Regions from separate parts of the Mus musculus genome. Here all the other regions are linked to region 4. The links are chromatin contacts, called in public HiChIP or PLAC-seq and promoter capture Hi-C maps. All regions are on one chromosome and are shown on one strand. Each heading gives the region's core, a stretch centred on a gene start, on an enhancer-like site or on the middle of the called end of the contact. The rest is flanking DNA. Distances are from core to core; before and after follow the strand shown. Region 1 overlaps Prkd1 (protein kinase D1). Region 2 overlaps Gm40419 (a long non-coding RNA gene). Region 3 overlaps Gm40419 (a long non-coding RNA gene). Region 4 holds the start of Foxg1 (forkhead box G1). Region 5 has its middle 110 kb from the start of Gm34523.

Evidence for each region. Promoter capture Hi-C pulls out the DNA fragments that hold promoters and counts their contacts. HiChIP or PLAC-seq counts read pairs in DNA pulled down with a chosen protein or histone mark.
Region 1: an H3K4me3 HiChIP or PLAC-seq map of forebrain shows a contact between it and region 4, with 5 times the contacts expected there. The contact joins the enhancer-like site here to the promoter of Foxg1 in region 4. A contact is called at or near these places in 3 of 39 promoter capture datasets (embryonic stem cells, frontonasal cranial neural crest and hippocampal neurons), 6 of 115 datasets of contacts at active chromatin or transcription factors (astrocytes, embryonic basal ganglia, embryonic forebrain and 3 more) and 2 of 9 other capture datasets (adipose tissue and pancreatic islet).
Region 2: a FOXA1 HiChIP or PLAC-seq map of pancreatic cancer cells shows a contact between it and region 4. The contact joins the enhancer-like site here to the promoter of Foxg1 in region 4. A contact is called at or near these places in 5 of 39 promoter capture datasets (the 3T3-L1 cell line, embryonic stem cells, liver and 1 more) and 7 of 115 datasets of contacts at active chromatin or transcription factors (the NIH/3T3 cell line, SST interneurons, embryonic basal ganglia and 4 more).
Region 3: a promoter capture Hi-C map of hippocampal neurons shows a contact between it and region 4, with 8 times the contacts expected there. The contact joins the enhancer-like site here to the promoter of Foxg1 in region 4. A contact is called at or near these places in 2 of 39 promoter capture datasets (both in hippocampal neurons), 2 of 484 Hi-C or Micro-C datasets (both in cortical neurons), 8 of 115 datasets of contacts at active chromatin or transcription factors (craniofacial prominence, embryonic basal ganglia, embryonic forebrain and 5 more) and 1 of 9 other capture datasets (adipose tissue).
Region 5: a contact with region 4 is called in an H3K4me3 HiChIP or PLAC-seq map of stem cell-derived neural progenitor cells, with 21 read pairs. The contact joins the enhancer-like site here to the promoter of Foxg1 in region 4. A contact is called at or near these places in 3 of 39 promoter capture datasets (embryonic stem cells and frontonasal cranial neural crest), 1 of 15 datasets of contacts at CTCF or cohesin (the NIH/3T3 cell line), 8 of 115 datasets of contacts at active chromatin or transcription factors (embryonic basal ganglia, embryonic forebrain, embryonic hindbrain and 5 more) and 2 of 9 other capture datasets (liver and pancreatic islet).

The regions. Positions count from the first base shown.
Region 1 is chr12:50,351,341-50,354,073 of GRCm38.p6, reverse strand. All of the region lies in intron 17 of Prkd1 (protein kinase D1), which reads left to right. Among named protein-coding and RNA genes, the nearest start is that of Gm34523, 130 kb to the right of the region's middle. Within about 2 kb of position 1,468, at least 36 of the 459 cell types and tissues checked have an H3K27ac peak or open chromatin away from gene starts, as enhancers often do. A contact at or near this core is called in forebrain and hippocampal neurons, where this site is marked.
Region 2 is chr12:50,037,758-50,040,457 of GRCm38.p6, reverse strand. The region is part of intron 2 of Gm40419 (a long non-coding RNA gene); the gene reads left to right. Among named protein-coding and RNA genes, the nearest start is that of Gm40418, 81 kb to the left of the region's middle. Within about 2 kb of position 1,252, at least 27 of the 459 cell types and tissues checked have an H3K27ac peak or open chromatin away from gene starts, as enhancers often do. A contact at or near this core is called in pancreatic cancer cells, where this site is marked.
Region 3 is chr12:50,080,036-50,082,911 of GRCm38.p6, reverse strand. All of the region lies in intron 2 of Gm40419 (a long non-coding RNA gene), which reads left to right. Among named protein-coding and RNA genes, the nearest start is that of Gm40418, 39 kb to the left of the region's middle. Within about 2 kb of position 1,576, at least 14 of the 459 cell types and tissues checked have an H3K27ac peak or open chromatin away from gene starts, as enhancers often do. A contact at or near this core is called in cortical neurons, embryonic forebrain, forebrain and 1 more, where this site is marked.
Region 4 is chr12:49,381,582-49,384,338 of GRCm38.p6, reverse strand. It overlaps Foxg1 (forkhead box G1), which reads right to left and starts at 1,332. Exons shown (of 2, transcript NM_008241.2): 1 at 953-1,332; 2 at 1-38. It overlaps Gm34304 (predicted gene, 34304), which reads left to right and starts at 2,511. Exons shown (of 2, transcript NR_168648.1): 1 at 2,511-2,522.
Region 5 is chr12:50,332,108-50,334,808 of GRCm38.p6, reverse strand. No RefSeq gene overlaps it. Among named protein-coding and RNA genes, the nearest start is that of Gm34523, 110 kb to the right of the region's middle. Within about 2 kb of position 1,413, at least 8 of the 459 cell types and tissues checked have an H3K27ac peak or open chromatin away from gene starts, as enhancers often do. A contact at or near this core is called in stem cell-derived neural progenitor cells, where this site is marked.

The DNA of each region.
Region 1 (2,733 bases), core at 219-2,718, 970 kb before region 4:
TAGTCTCCGCACTTATAAGCCAGAGGAACAGCTGTTGTAAACCAACTTGGGCTACATAGTAAAACTATTCAATAGTGGTAGTGATGATGATGATGATGACAACAATGATGATTGATAGTCTGAAGCCAGCTCCATCTTATTTTAAGTAAATTTAGTTTGGCATAAGATTTGATTTGGGAACAATTAGTAGAATCATAATGAGTAACTGTGAGTTTTGAGGCTTTGACTCATGCTTATAAAGGTTTTTCCCATTCATTTATTTATCATTTTACATCCTGATCACTGCCCTCTCCTCCCTGTCCTCCCTCACACAGTTCCTCCCCCCACGCTCCCTACCCTTCTCTAACCCATATTTCCCAATTCTTCAATTAGAAGAGGGTAGAGGATTGAAGTATCCAAATAGTTTAATTTAGCAATAAAACGTTTTCTTACCAGGATCACCCATTGCTCTAGACTGTAGCCATTTGGGGAATTATTTGTGTAATCCAACTTATTTACTATTACTATCATCATTTTCTGCACAGTTAATTAGCCTGGAAGCGCCTCCCTACCCCCACCCCCACCAAGTCTTAATTCTAAAATACTGAACCAAGATATGGTTCAGAATAGATCCTTAATGTTTTTCTTTGCATTTATATCCATTTATTCAATGGCCCATGGCACCATAGTAACCTAGCTATTAACCAATTTCAATGATCTTGTACCTTCAACCTTTTGCAACACAAAATCTGTCCTAAAAGCCACCAATCCCAGAACTGGCAGCGATCCAGGGACAGATACACACCATCACCTTCCACCTAAACCTGTAAACCAGAATCCTCTGTTTAAATCTCAAACTTCTAGTGAAATATATGTGAAAGCCTACAAAGATGTTTAGTAGCCAAGTACAAGCCCTGAGCATAATAGAAATGCCCAAAGCACTTCTAAAAACTTCCAGAACCTTCCTGGAGACTCCTTACCTAAAGACTTTTACCTTTCTTTGTGTTAAGCACTCATTTTTTTTTTTTTTTAAGAAACAAAACTTTCTTAAAAGGATGTTAGCATGGAATGGAAATAGAAAACACTCTATGACAGGAATGTATTTTTGTTGCTACCTTAAATCTCGAGTCAGGCAGGCACGGGTGTGATAACCTCTGTATGCTTGTGTTGAAACAATTCATGGTTTCCAAGATCATGTTGCCGATCTTCAGCAGAAAATGCGACCAAATGTGAAGCAGAGAGTAGCCATTGATGGAATACTTTCTATAGAGGAAAGAACTAAGAGCACCGAAGCCATCAGCTCGAGTCTCTAAAGGTCTTACACTTCATTGGATTCCGGTAATTGACTCAGGAACGAGTGAGATGATGATTTCCAGTGGCCTTGTTAGCTGTTGGCAGCTTCTGGTTGCAGCCCCTGTGAGGAGCGTCCCAGTTAGTGTTGCTGGGCAACGGCATGCTGCGTTGAGAGCTGGAATGTGAAGGGTTGCAAAACGATTTTTAAAATAAACACACAAGTTCCCATCAGCGTGAAGCCAAGCATAGGGAGAGGAGTAGTAAGCACTGCACTTCAGCAGTCAGAGGTAGAACTGGAAGGGTGTATACCACTGCCTCGAAGAGGAAAGCCTAGAGGGCTGGTGATGGCTCCATCAAATCGGCATCCCTCTGAACATTCAACCTGCATCGTGTGGGATGGAGAAATGTGAGGAGAGAAAGCATAAAAGAAAAATGTGATATGTCTGACCAAAACGATGAATGTGGGGCTGGGGTTGGGGGGTCATAAGTCCTTTCTCTGCTATAAATTAAATACTCTATATTGTAAATATCCTTCTGATTTTCCGACAGTAGTCAGTGTTGAGCCCGTGATCCATTATATCCTACCCAGATGTGGTGCCCCATCATCCAAATATATTACAACTAAAACAGATAGACCACATGCATAAAATATGGGCGTTAAAACTTAGAGCTGAGAAAGATACTATTTAAATTTCTGGTTGATGCCACCAAATGGAACCTCAAAGTTCCAATCCATCTTTTATTTTAGAGACTCATCAAGTTTACTAAAAAACTTCGTCTGGCCTCAACAGAGCTAAAATCTAATGGAGAGAGTAGGAAGAACCTACCACACATACTGAACTGATCAATGGACTTGATCAAAGATGAAGATAGGATTTGCTGGGACAGGTGAACTGTGGGCCCTAAGTGTTAGCTCTGCAGAAGGGTCAGTGACAGCATCTTTCCAGGGTTTCCTCCATGCTTTGCATGCTTTCAGTTTTTTCCATAGCAGGGCTCATGTATCTTGTACACTTAGGGGTTGCTATCCAAGTACTTGACTTTTAGTTTGAAATCCAGAATGACTGCAGTATAGTTTGTAGTTTCAAGGATAATTCAGGGCATTGATGCCAGAGGAAAATAGAATCAAAATACTTTTACTGATGGAGCACTTATTTGTCTGAATAAACTTAAAGCCCTCAGCATCTGCATACATCCTAGAATTCCTTCTTCCGCGGATACCCTTGTGCACCTAGCCATGAGCTCCATGGAGTGTTAGCTGTCCTAAGACTTTCCAAAGGACCCACTCCATTTAAAAATGAGTGTGCAGTAAAATGTTGCAGATACTTTAATCTTTTGTTTAATAGAATAATAAGAAAACTTCTGGGCAAAAAGTTATAAGCCAATAACTTAAACCAAACCCCCCCCCAAAAAGAAAAAGGTAAAACATAGATTTAAAAACTGTATTTCTTCCTTTTCCAATTT
Region 2 (2,700 bases), core at 3-2,502, 660 kb before region 4:
CCATCCACTCACAGCAGGCCACATCACCTCATCAGGCACGCAGCTTCAGCCAAACAGGGCGGCAGGGGCGTGTCTCCACCAAATATGGACTTATTTAAACTGCCAGCATCATGGTGCACCTGTGCAGCTCTCATGATGGTCATGGCTTATTTTCAGGTGGATGAGGAAGTCAGGTGCAAGTCAATAACACTTAGCTGCAGTCCCGGGCGCCAACTTGGGACTGCTGCCACACCCGCTCCTCACAAGAGATGAGTTTGGTGTGTCTCTAAGCTTGTAAAAACACATGCTTCTACACATCCTGTACTGGGAACACCTTTGGCATTCTATGATTTCCAATTAGCATACATGTAAAAGTAACTTTTATTCCTCTGATGACATGGTAAGATGAGAGCTGTGTCCAAACTGTGAACCCAAACTGTGTGAATACACAACTAGGGCTGAACCCAATTTTTTTTCTTCACAATGGTAGGAAAGTGCTTTATTTTTTTTAATTTAACAATTTTTATTAGATATTGTCTTCATTTACATCTCAAATGCTATCCCCAAAGTCCCCTATAGCCTCCCCTGCCCTGCTCCCCAACCCACCCACTCCTGCTTCCTGGCCCTGGCATTCCCTGTACTAGAGCATATAATCTTTGCAAGACCAAGGACCTCTCCTCCAAAAGATGGCCAACTAGGTCATCTTCTGCTACATATGCATCTAGAGACATGAGCTCTCTGGGTACTGGTTAGTTCATACTGTTGTTCCTCCCATAGGGTTGCAGAGCCCTTCAGCTCTTTGGGTACTTTCTCTAGCTCCTACGTTGGGGGCCCTGTGTTCCATCCAATAGATGACTGTGAGCATCCATAAGGCTTGGCTTTATTGTCTCTATACAATCTAATCTTCCAATCATACTAATTAAATCTGGCTGCTCTTGGCTTTTGACTAAATTGTTCTTTTTGTTTTCAAATTAACTCTGTCAATCTATTCTTTTGTTTATTTTTTCCAGACATTGCTTCTCTGTATAGTCCTGGCTGTCCTGGAACACAATCTGTAGACCAGGCTGGCCTTGAACTCAGAAATCTACCTGCCTCTGCCTCCCAAGTGCTGGGATAAAAGGCATGCGCCACCACTGCCTAGCTTGTCAATCTGTTCTAATCTTCTGGTTTCTTTTAATTATCTGGCTTCAACTCTCTCTGCAGGCATGCACGGAACTGCATGAACTCATGAAGGAACTCAGATCTACTGTACTGTACTCAATGTACTGATTCTCACTGCAGTGACTCACTCCAGGCTCATAAGTCACTTTTCTTTCCTGTCCTGTTCACACAAGAGGGGGAGTATTCTATCTCTGACTCATTCTGTCAAGTTTTTCTGATTCATCACTTTGTCTGCCCCTTAATTAGAAGTCACTTTCAAACAAGAGTACTTCCTTCTACAAACTAACCCTACCGACATTGTTTGGTATTAATGGTGTGTGCTAAGGGAGTGTCTATCCAGTCATAGGGATTAGAGATGAGTCCTCTACACATATACTTTCTACAGGCTTGCTTTCAGAAAGGGCTAGCTAAAATTCTCACCACAACATCATTACTTTAGTTTGGTTGGGTTTTGTTATAAACTATTTGACAGTACTATAGAATTTTTTTATTACATATTTTCCTCAATTACATTCCCAATGCTATCCCAAAAGTCCCCCATATCCTCCCCCCCCCACTTCCCTACCCACTCACTCCCATTTTTTTTGGCCCTGGCTTTCCCCTGTACTGGGGCATATACAGTTTGCATGTCCAATGGGCCTCTCTTTCCAGTGATGGCTGACTAGGCCATCTTTTGATACATATGCAGCTAGAGTCAAGAGCTCCGGGGTACTGCTTAGTTCATAATGTTGTTCTACCTATAGGGTTGCAGAACCCTTTAGCTCCTTGGGTTCTCTAGCTCCTCCATTGGGAGCCCTGTGATCCATCCAATAGCTGACTGTGAGCATCCACTTCTGTGTTTGCTAGGCCCCAGCATAGTCTCACAAGAGACAGCTACATCTGGGTCCTTTCGATAAAATCTTGCTAGTGTATGCAATGGTGTCAGCGTTTGGAAGCTGATTATGGGGTGGATCCCTGGATATGGCAGTCTCTAGATGGTCCATCCTTTCGTCTCAGCTCCAAACTTTGTCTCTGTAACTCCTTCCATGGGTGCTTTGTTCCCAATTCTAAGGAGGGGCATAGTGTCCACACTTTAGTCTTCATTCTTCTTGAGTTTCATACATATGGTAATTTAATAGTAACAAAAGTATTCTTACATTTGCAAATGTAAACACATCAGTAAACTTTGAGCTTAGGCATGATACATTTCACTGGTTAGATAATGGACATTAAGATCATGTTGTCATCTCTAAAAGAATTAGCATCAGGGAGGTTGTCAGCACAGACAATGTGGAAAAATTAGAAATGGACAAAATCTACAGATCCACACTTATAGAGTCAGCCTCTGTGAGGCTCTTTTGATCCTTGGTTTCATGTTTTAAACCTTCAAATATAATTTTTAAAAGATGTCAGAAGTGGAAAACACAATGCTTTCTTTGAAATATTTATCTTTAATATACTAAACTCTTCCATTAATTGGAAACCTTTTACAATGATCAAGTAATGCTTACTGCCTCTGTCTAATTTGTGTTCATATGTCCTAATCATCTACATTTTGTTCCCAAGCCCTCCATACTACTT
Region 3 (2,876 bases), core at 327-2,826, 700 kb before region 4:
AAACCATTAAAGGAAAACCAGAGTTGGTATGTAAATATTGTTGCATCATTATACCCCTGAAAAAAACAACCTAGTACAGCATTAGTATGTTATGCAATTAACAAAATGAAAAACGAGCTGCTTGAATTTAAAGCTTTTAATGTTTTTTAAACAGATAATAAGCATTTTCAACACCAATGTAAAACGTAGCAGAAAAGGTCTCCCCCGGAGAGTAACATATCTCATCGGTACTTACTCTGTGTTAGGAGCTAATATGCGTTCACATGGCTCTTCTGTTTGCAATTTCCTAACGCATCAAATAGCAATCATACACAAACTAATGTAGACTGAAGATAAAAGACTTTCTAGAAGATCATAAAATTTGATATTTCAAATGTTTGGAAAGATTATCAGCCTGTATATGATTCTCTGATTTTTTGGAAAAAGGGGCTCAGATGGTAACTTTGCTTAGGCAAAAAGCCCATTATTGGATGCGCTATAATGTATTTTCAAGCTAGAGGCACTTTAAGTATATTAATATAATTGTTCAGAACCATATAATTATGAAAAATGATTAATGTTAAATTTATCACTCAATATGCTTATTTGCTCCCAAAAAGACAGCAATTGATTCAAATTACTCTGGCTGAATCCAAAAATAGTTTATCAGAGTTACTGAAAAAAAAAAGCCAAAAGTATTTTTTAGAATATGTCATAATGTAGTCACATTTACTAGATATTGTGAAAATAGTGCAATGTATATAGATTTTTAACTATATTACTATGAATATCTCCCAAGAATTATTAAAATTCGAACACTAACGAATTGCCCAATCAAAATCAGTTTTACAAAAATCACCTTACGTTATTAACAATGAAGCTGTTTACTTGTAGACAGTGATGAATTTTCAGTATAAAATTCAAAACAGTAAGGAAAAATTCATATGGGGACAATACCAGCTCCATAAATTCTAAATAGATATAATTTAGTGTAGGCACTAGAAAGTTAATATGTTCTCCAAAGATTTCTTTAATTTAGTTGTTGCTAATTTATTCACACTAATACAGAAAAAATTCTGCAAAATTTTTCATAACAAAAAAACTGTGCATATCCCTGTGTTTTAGCTGGCATGTGGCTCTACACAGATGGTTTGGGGCTTTCTTTGCTGCAAAACAGATGGGCCTGCACTGTCCCTTACCAATCAAAAGAGAACTTGAAAATATAGGAATATCTTTACCTACATTGCATCCTTTAATTCAAGAAATTAAAATGTTTCAGAGTATAAATAACTGCCTATGAAAAAATAATTTTTGAAATGAGATGTCATATGTCGAAATTATAACCTAGTTCATGTTTAATGCAAAAATACTAAAGTTGGGCTGGTGCTTGATGCTGTTTTAACATACAACTATTAACTTAAGAAATTTACAACTGCGGAATTACTGTTGTCATGTGTTCACCTTGCCTGAAAAACACTGCTGTTTTAAAACTTTAACTGCAGTTAAACATATTTCAATTCAAAGTGATCATTCCAGGCAGCAGCATCCATGGAACCGAGTTAGCAAACACATATGAGCGGAGTGCGTTCGTAACTGACGCGCTTTTTTTACAACCAAGCGAGAAGGTAGCACCGCTCTCAGAGTCAGCAGGAACACTCTGTTTATTACTTCAGTTATTCACAACAGAAAACAAGTCACTTTGCACAGTGTATCAAAATCACAGCCTGCCTCAAAGCTTTCTGTTCAAACATAAATGTTGATACTCAGGGCTATTATCTGTGCTCTCTTTGTTCTGTCTATTTTACTAAGTAACAAGGACAATGCTCTCATTTCACCTTCCCATTAAAGAAAGATATGGTCTAGGAGATTAGAATACGTGGCTGGTCACACAGGACAAAGACCTTTTTCTTCTTTTTCTCTGATACCCAAAGAAAGCTGCCAGATTGTGATATTTTTATATTTTGTAAATATGCATCCTAACAAGTACATTTTCTATAGTGGTATAATGATGGGCTGTTTCTATAGGGTGATAGTTTTTCTATGGCATTGCTCACAAAAGACAGTTGAATGGTTTTTCCCAGGATAATTGGTTTTCAGAGTACTAGATACCCTGTATTTTACTTATGTTCAAATAATGCATTTTTATATTGGAAAAATTTTCCAGGAAAGCAAAAATGACGGGTATCTAATGTTAAACCATAAAAATATATAGCTCTCTATATGCACATCTACATGCATATTTATGCATACATCAATTTACATATATTAACAGCCATATATAAATTTGTATAGCTCTTACTATAATTTGTTATCTATAGGATATATCTGATTTTGGATTATATAAAGATACTTCTCTACATACAAGCAATGTATTTTTAATTGGTTTCTTTTTAATGATCTGATTTTGAAAATCAATTGAGAATTTCTTTTGTCTGTAATGAAAAATAACAGCTCTGCTTGTTTTTTTTTTTTTTAATTACATCAAAACCAGTCTCTCACAGATCTATGATGAAAGGGCTACCAGGCTAGGAAATGTGAATAAAACTGTAAAATAAATAAAGTTAAAAAAAAAAAGCTATTCCCAAACACTTTGAAATATTCTGACAGCATCTACACAAGCAAACAATTGATACGGTAATTTAAATCATTTTATTCACTTATACTTTGTTTAATTTAATATTTTGGGATTTTTATAAACTTTTTTCTTTAGAAATTCTTCTTTGCTGCCTTAACTCCCAATATAGTCAAGGCTAGCTGACCTCAGACTCCTGATTTTCATGTCTCTACTTTCTGGGTGACTGGATTTAAAAATTGTGTCAGTAGGCTTGGATCTTTATTAATTTTTTGTAAGTTAATCTCTAAATTTGTTTTTTAACCTGAACCCAAGTTGAATTATT
Region 4 (2,757 bases), core at 83-2,582:
ACCGCAGGCTCCGGCGCTGGCAAGGCATGTAGCAAAAGCTGCAACCACCCCTCAAGAATTAGAGAGAGAAAGAGAGAGGGAGAGAGAGAGAGAGAGGGAGAGGAGATAGAGAGAGAGAGAGAGAGAGAGAGAGAGAGAGAGAGAGAGAGAGAGAGAGAGAGAGAGGGAGGCTAGAGGCAGAAGCAACCCGTCGCCCGGGGTGCAGCGCCCCGCTCCGTTCCGCGCCCGGCCTCCCCCTCCCCCGCTGCCTCCTCCTCCTCGCGCCGCAGCAGTCACAGCAGCAGCAGCGGCAGCCCGAAGGGGGGGAGAGCCGGGCGGCGGGCGGGCGCGTCCCGGAGCGGCCGCAGCGAGGCTAGGAGACAGCGATCGAGGCAGCTATAGCCACAATTAATTTTCCGAGCTACAGGCGCACACTAGGGCTGTAAAAAAATTTTTGGTTTAACCTTTCCTACTGCCGAACCAATCAGTGCCGCCGGCGTGCAGGAGCGTCTGGCTAGCCGTCGACCAATCGGGGGCCCAGGGCCCGCCCATCCCCGCCCCGCCCCGGCCCCGCCCCCCGCTCACCGCCCCCTCCGGGTGGCGGGGCCCAGGCCTGGAGCCGCGGGGACCGGCGGGAGATCGCCCACCCGGCCAGGATTAGCGTGGGGCGTGCGCCCCGGGCCGCGGCCGCTCGACTGTGGCCTCCTCCCTGTATGGGATTATTTTCCTTTGCGCGTCAATATTTATCCTTATTGATTAAAGTTTGTATCCAATTTTGTCTGGAAGAGCGGGGCGGGGGGCGCGGCGGAGGGGCGAGCTGCGAGGGTGCGGGAGAGGGCGTGAACCCTGGGGACGCGGCGGCCCCGGCAGCGCCCTGGGAGCGAGCGGGCCAGCAAGCTCCGGAGAGCCGGGCATCGGGGGAACGGGGCCTGGAAGGTGGGGCGGGGGCGGCCACGGCCAGGCCGGTACTTACAGCTTCCTGCGGCCCGCGGCGAGCTCGGCTGTGAAGCTGGGCTGAGGGCGGCGAGCGGGGGCGGCTGAGCGGTGGGTGCGTTCTGTGGAGGCCTTCCACGCACGCGGGCGGGCGGGCGGAGAGCTGCCCCGGGCGAGCACAGACCCAAACAGTCCCGAAATAAAGCAGGTAACACGTGTGTTCTCCCTCCGTCTCGCTTCACTCCCAGAGTCGCGCTCACGCGCGGGTGACCCGGTGGCAGTTGTCTCCTCGGGCACTCCACCTCCTCTTCAGCTTCTAGGCAGTACTGGAAGCCGGTAGCCGCGATCGATCATCCTGGAAATATTTTCATTTTGCTTGACATTGAAGAAAATATGAGTGGGCGTCTACTTCCGTTTTTTTTTTTTTTAAATCCTATGTTTGCTCCTTTTTCCCATTTCACAAATACTTTATCTCTTTAAAACCTCAATCTTGAAACACCAGTAGGGCGAAATCAGCTCTTACCCTTCTTGGATGCTGCTGGAATGCTCTGGGGAGCCCAAGGAAGGTGGATTTGACAGTCCTAGCTTCTGGGGTTTGGGGGATGGTTTGGTGGGGAGGTTGAAACGAGTGGGTAGCTTGTAATTCAAGGCCTTTAAAAAGATCGCGGCCAGGGCCAGGGCCAAGGCCCAGCATTTCCCAGGGATTGGAATTTAGTGCGGAGCACACAGATCACAAATCCTCACTGGCTCAAAGCGCGCCACGTTGTAAGCAGAGGCCGTAGCCAGAGAGGAGAGGGAGGTGGAGACACATAGGTCACGAGTATCTTTCCCCTCCTCTTTAAGGTAAAATACTCTACCCATGCCAGCATTCATTTTGATGAGCTCTTAGCTAAATGATCTCTCAGTCTTGATATAAAAAAAAAAAAGGAAGGAGAAAAAACAGGGCCTATGTGTGGTACTAAAATCTACCAGAAACATGCAATACTCAAAATAATAGGGAGTTATTCTGATGTTCTCACCCCCCAAATTTGAAATGGGGCGCAGAAAGAGGGGAGGGAAAGAGAGGGAAACGCTAGCGAAAATTATCCACAATTACAAATAGCTAGCAAATTTTATATCTATTGGAGTGTTGTAAGAGATCTTTGATTATTTGTCCCCAAATATCCTTCCACTGCTTGGATCTCTTCCTACATATCCGCTGACTTTAAAACAAGCTATGCATGACGGAAAAGGCCAGGGTTCTAGCAATCAGCTTTGCAAAACACATTGGTGCCAAAGGTTGATTTCTAGGCTTGGGGTTTCTCACGGAGCCTGGCGACGTGATGAGCTTTGCCAACCTAGCTAGAGAGATCTGTGAGCCTGGGTTGTCTTGTTCATTTCCCTTCCCACTCTTTTCTCCTCCTCAGGCCCATTTTCCCTGGTGGTTCCTCAATGCGCTTGCCTTCCTTCCTCCTCCCCTCTCCCTTCTTCCCCTTTCACTAACCCACCCCTTCTCCCTCCCTCCTTTCCTCTCCCCTTCACTCCTCCACCTACTCCTCCCCATCCCCCAGCCCCCCTTCTCACCACCGCTTATAATGGCTCCCGGGGCTCCCTCAGAGGTGGACGGCCCGGTACGTTTTCGTAGTCGGTCTAGCGTGAAATGATTCGGTGTAACCGGATTCTTGGGAAAGGACAGGTTACGTAAACATTTACTGATGTGGAGTAACTATACTATTTGTACTCTGATATGCAGGAAGGAAAGTGTTGATTAACACAGAAGAAAAAAAAGCGAAATTAGCTGATTGCATGCTCATAAGTGCAAGCTGTCATTGAACTGCTTTTAAAATAGACACAGCTGGGTGTTTG
Region 5 (2,701 bases), core at 164-2,663, 950 kb before region 4:
TTCTGGGGTTACACATGCAGGCAATACTTACCCAGGCTTTGTGTGGGTGCTGGATACTCAAACAGGAGTCTGCATACTTGTACAGTTACCCACTCAAACATCTCTTCAGACCCTCAGGTATCTTAATTTTCTACAACACTTTTTTATGTTTCTTTCCTTTAATTTCTACGTTTACAACTCATAGAATAAAATTCTCAATTTTGGATCATCAGCAACTATCTTCTCTCAAAACTTTCAATGCTTTCCAGTATAAAACTGATGGATTTCTCTTAGAGTGGAAGTGAAAACCGCAAATGATATAGAAAAAGCCCTGGTATCCATGGAAGTCCTATAATCCTACATGGGTTACAAAAGATTAAACGGAATAATTCATATAAAACTCTCACAGTCTAGTGGCCCAGGGAATTAATGAAGCTTTCAAGAGTGGCATTTATTGTTAGTCATTCAACAAGTATTTTTCATGACCTTCAATGTACTGGTACACAGAAGTTGAAAAGACCCATATTCCTCTAAATCTTTACTCCTCCAATGCGATTCCTCTGTCTACTTTTATGGAGTACCAGGAAGGAAATGAACTTTGAGACTCACAGTCACAGGTTTTCTAACATCAAGCTTTACTGAATGAACTTAGGTAAATTCCTATAAACAATATTACTCTCACATAGCTTAGTGAGCATAAACAACTAGAGAAGTTGACTGCCATAACTTCTTCCTATTGTGGAGTTCAGGAGAGGATATCTGGTCTACCAGAGCTGGCGTTACAGGTAGTTTTTAGCCACCAAACTTTAATGGTAGGAGCCAAACTCTGATCCTCTTCAAGAGCAGCATACATGCTTTTAACTGCTTGATCCATCTCTCTGCCACAGGATATGATGGTTTTATTCATCTCAACATTTGAAAAAGGCAAGATAGCTGGATCATGTGGTCAACTGTCTACATTTTCTAATTCTCAGAAATAATGCTGTTGAGAAATAACAAAAAAAGAAAAAAATGTACTCTTCTGTGGTTCTCTTTTGTGTCCTGCGTTATATCCAGGAGGTTAGTTATAGGTAATTTCTTTAAATGACTATGAAGAGCCAGCCCTACTGATTAAATAATATGTTGGAGCAAGACACACACAGCATTCAAGAAATAAAAGAACCATTGTATCTCATGTTGTTTTTGAAAATATTCTTTTGGAGTTATGGAGACTGGTTTGTTCTGAAAAATTAGTTTGAATTTCACTTAAGAAATGTAGTCTAAATGACCTCAGTTTTCAAAGAAATTCAAATGGATTTTCTCCTCTTAATTTTGTTCTCACACTAGAAAATGTCTTGCATTGTCAGCTGACTCCTGAGTTACCACTGAGTGTCTCCCATGCGTGAAAGGCCCTCTGGATGCTTTCCAGGAGTTTTGTCCCACTTCGTGTTGAATCAGAGGCATAGGAGGACACATTTGCATAATAATATAGAAAGAAGAATGAACTTGATGTGAACAGAGTAAAAGGTCCCGAGGAAGTCACATCAGTGGATAGATAGAGAAACTCACGTAGTCTGGGCTATATTGAGCTTGATTATCTATGACTTCAAAGACCAGGACAATGTCACACTCTGCCATAAAATGAGTAGTGGCAGTTATTTTACAATGGGAATATTCTAATCATTTATTTTGTATTTGGTAAAGGAAAAAAATTAAATTTTTGATTGGATTCAAGAATTGAAAACTACCTTTAAGTTAATGTTCACAGAGAGATAAAATGTCTTCTAAGAAGGTCAGGGTCTATATTTAGCTGGAGATACCTTCAATACTTCAATACTTCAAAAAGTGTATTCTTTTATGATCAGCATGAATTTCTCCCTCCTATCTGGGTCTTTCCCTTCAGACTTACAACTAAGCTAGGAACATCTCAGAGGACATACAGTCTGGAACTGTGCTCCACAGAAAAACTGCAAAGTAAGCTACATGGACTTCATAAGATTGTAGCTTGTGTACACACAGAAACAATCATTAGAATAATTATCTTTCGACAGACCAATATTTCAAATCCTAATTACAAATTTTAGCCTCATTAGCACATTGTTTCATTTTATAACTTGGCTACCACATTTTATTGTTACAATTCATTAAAAATAAAATGAAAAATGAAGACAATCATAAACTTCATAGCAAAAGCAAAAAATAGCTGCCTAATTAATAACAATGCTTTATATTCACATAGCAGCTTCCCTTTAAGGCATTCAAAACATTTCACAACCATTCTCTCATTAATCTTATGGAGACTGCTATACAAATAGTTTCTTAGATCTCTTGGCTAAGGAAATTGATACACTAAATAGCTTGTTTCTAAGTGTTTTATCTTGATGAGAAAATGAAGTAAGCTATTAATACACATCTGTTACAATCTTTAAGCTAAGGTACCAAAAAGTCTGCTGTACATGTCTGTAAATTGTAAAATGTGCAGTTCAACACCACGCATAAAAGCCTCGGTCACTCTAAAGCCCTTCCTCGTCCTCTTTGTCCTCTTAAAATAATGCCTTTGAAGAACATCTATGTTGCTGACTGGATCAGTACTTCATTTTTGCGCGCGCCCAACTGGCCAGGAAGAACGACGCTGCAACAGGACCCTTCTGCAAACGTTTATTCAGTCCTGTTTCTTCTTGTTTATATCTCCCTTGTTTATATCTCCCTTGTTTATCTCCCTGGGCCTCTCACTCTTTTATAC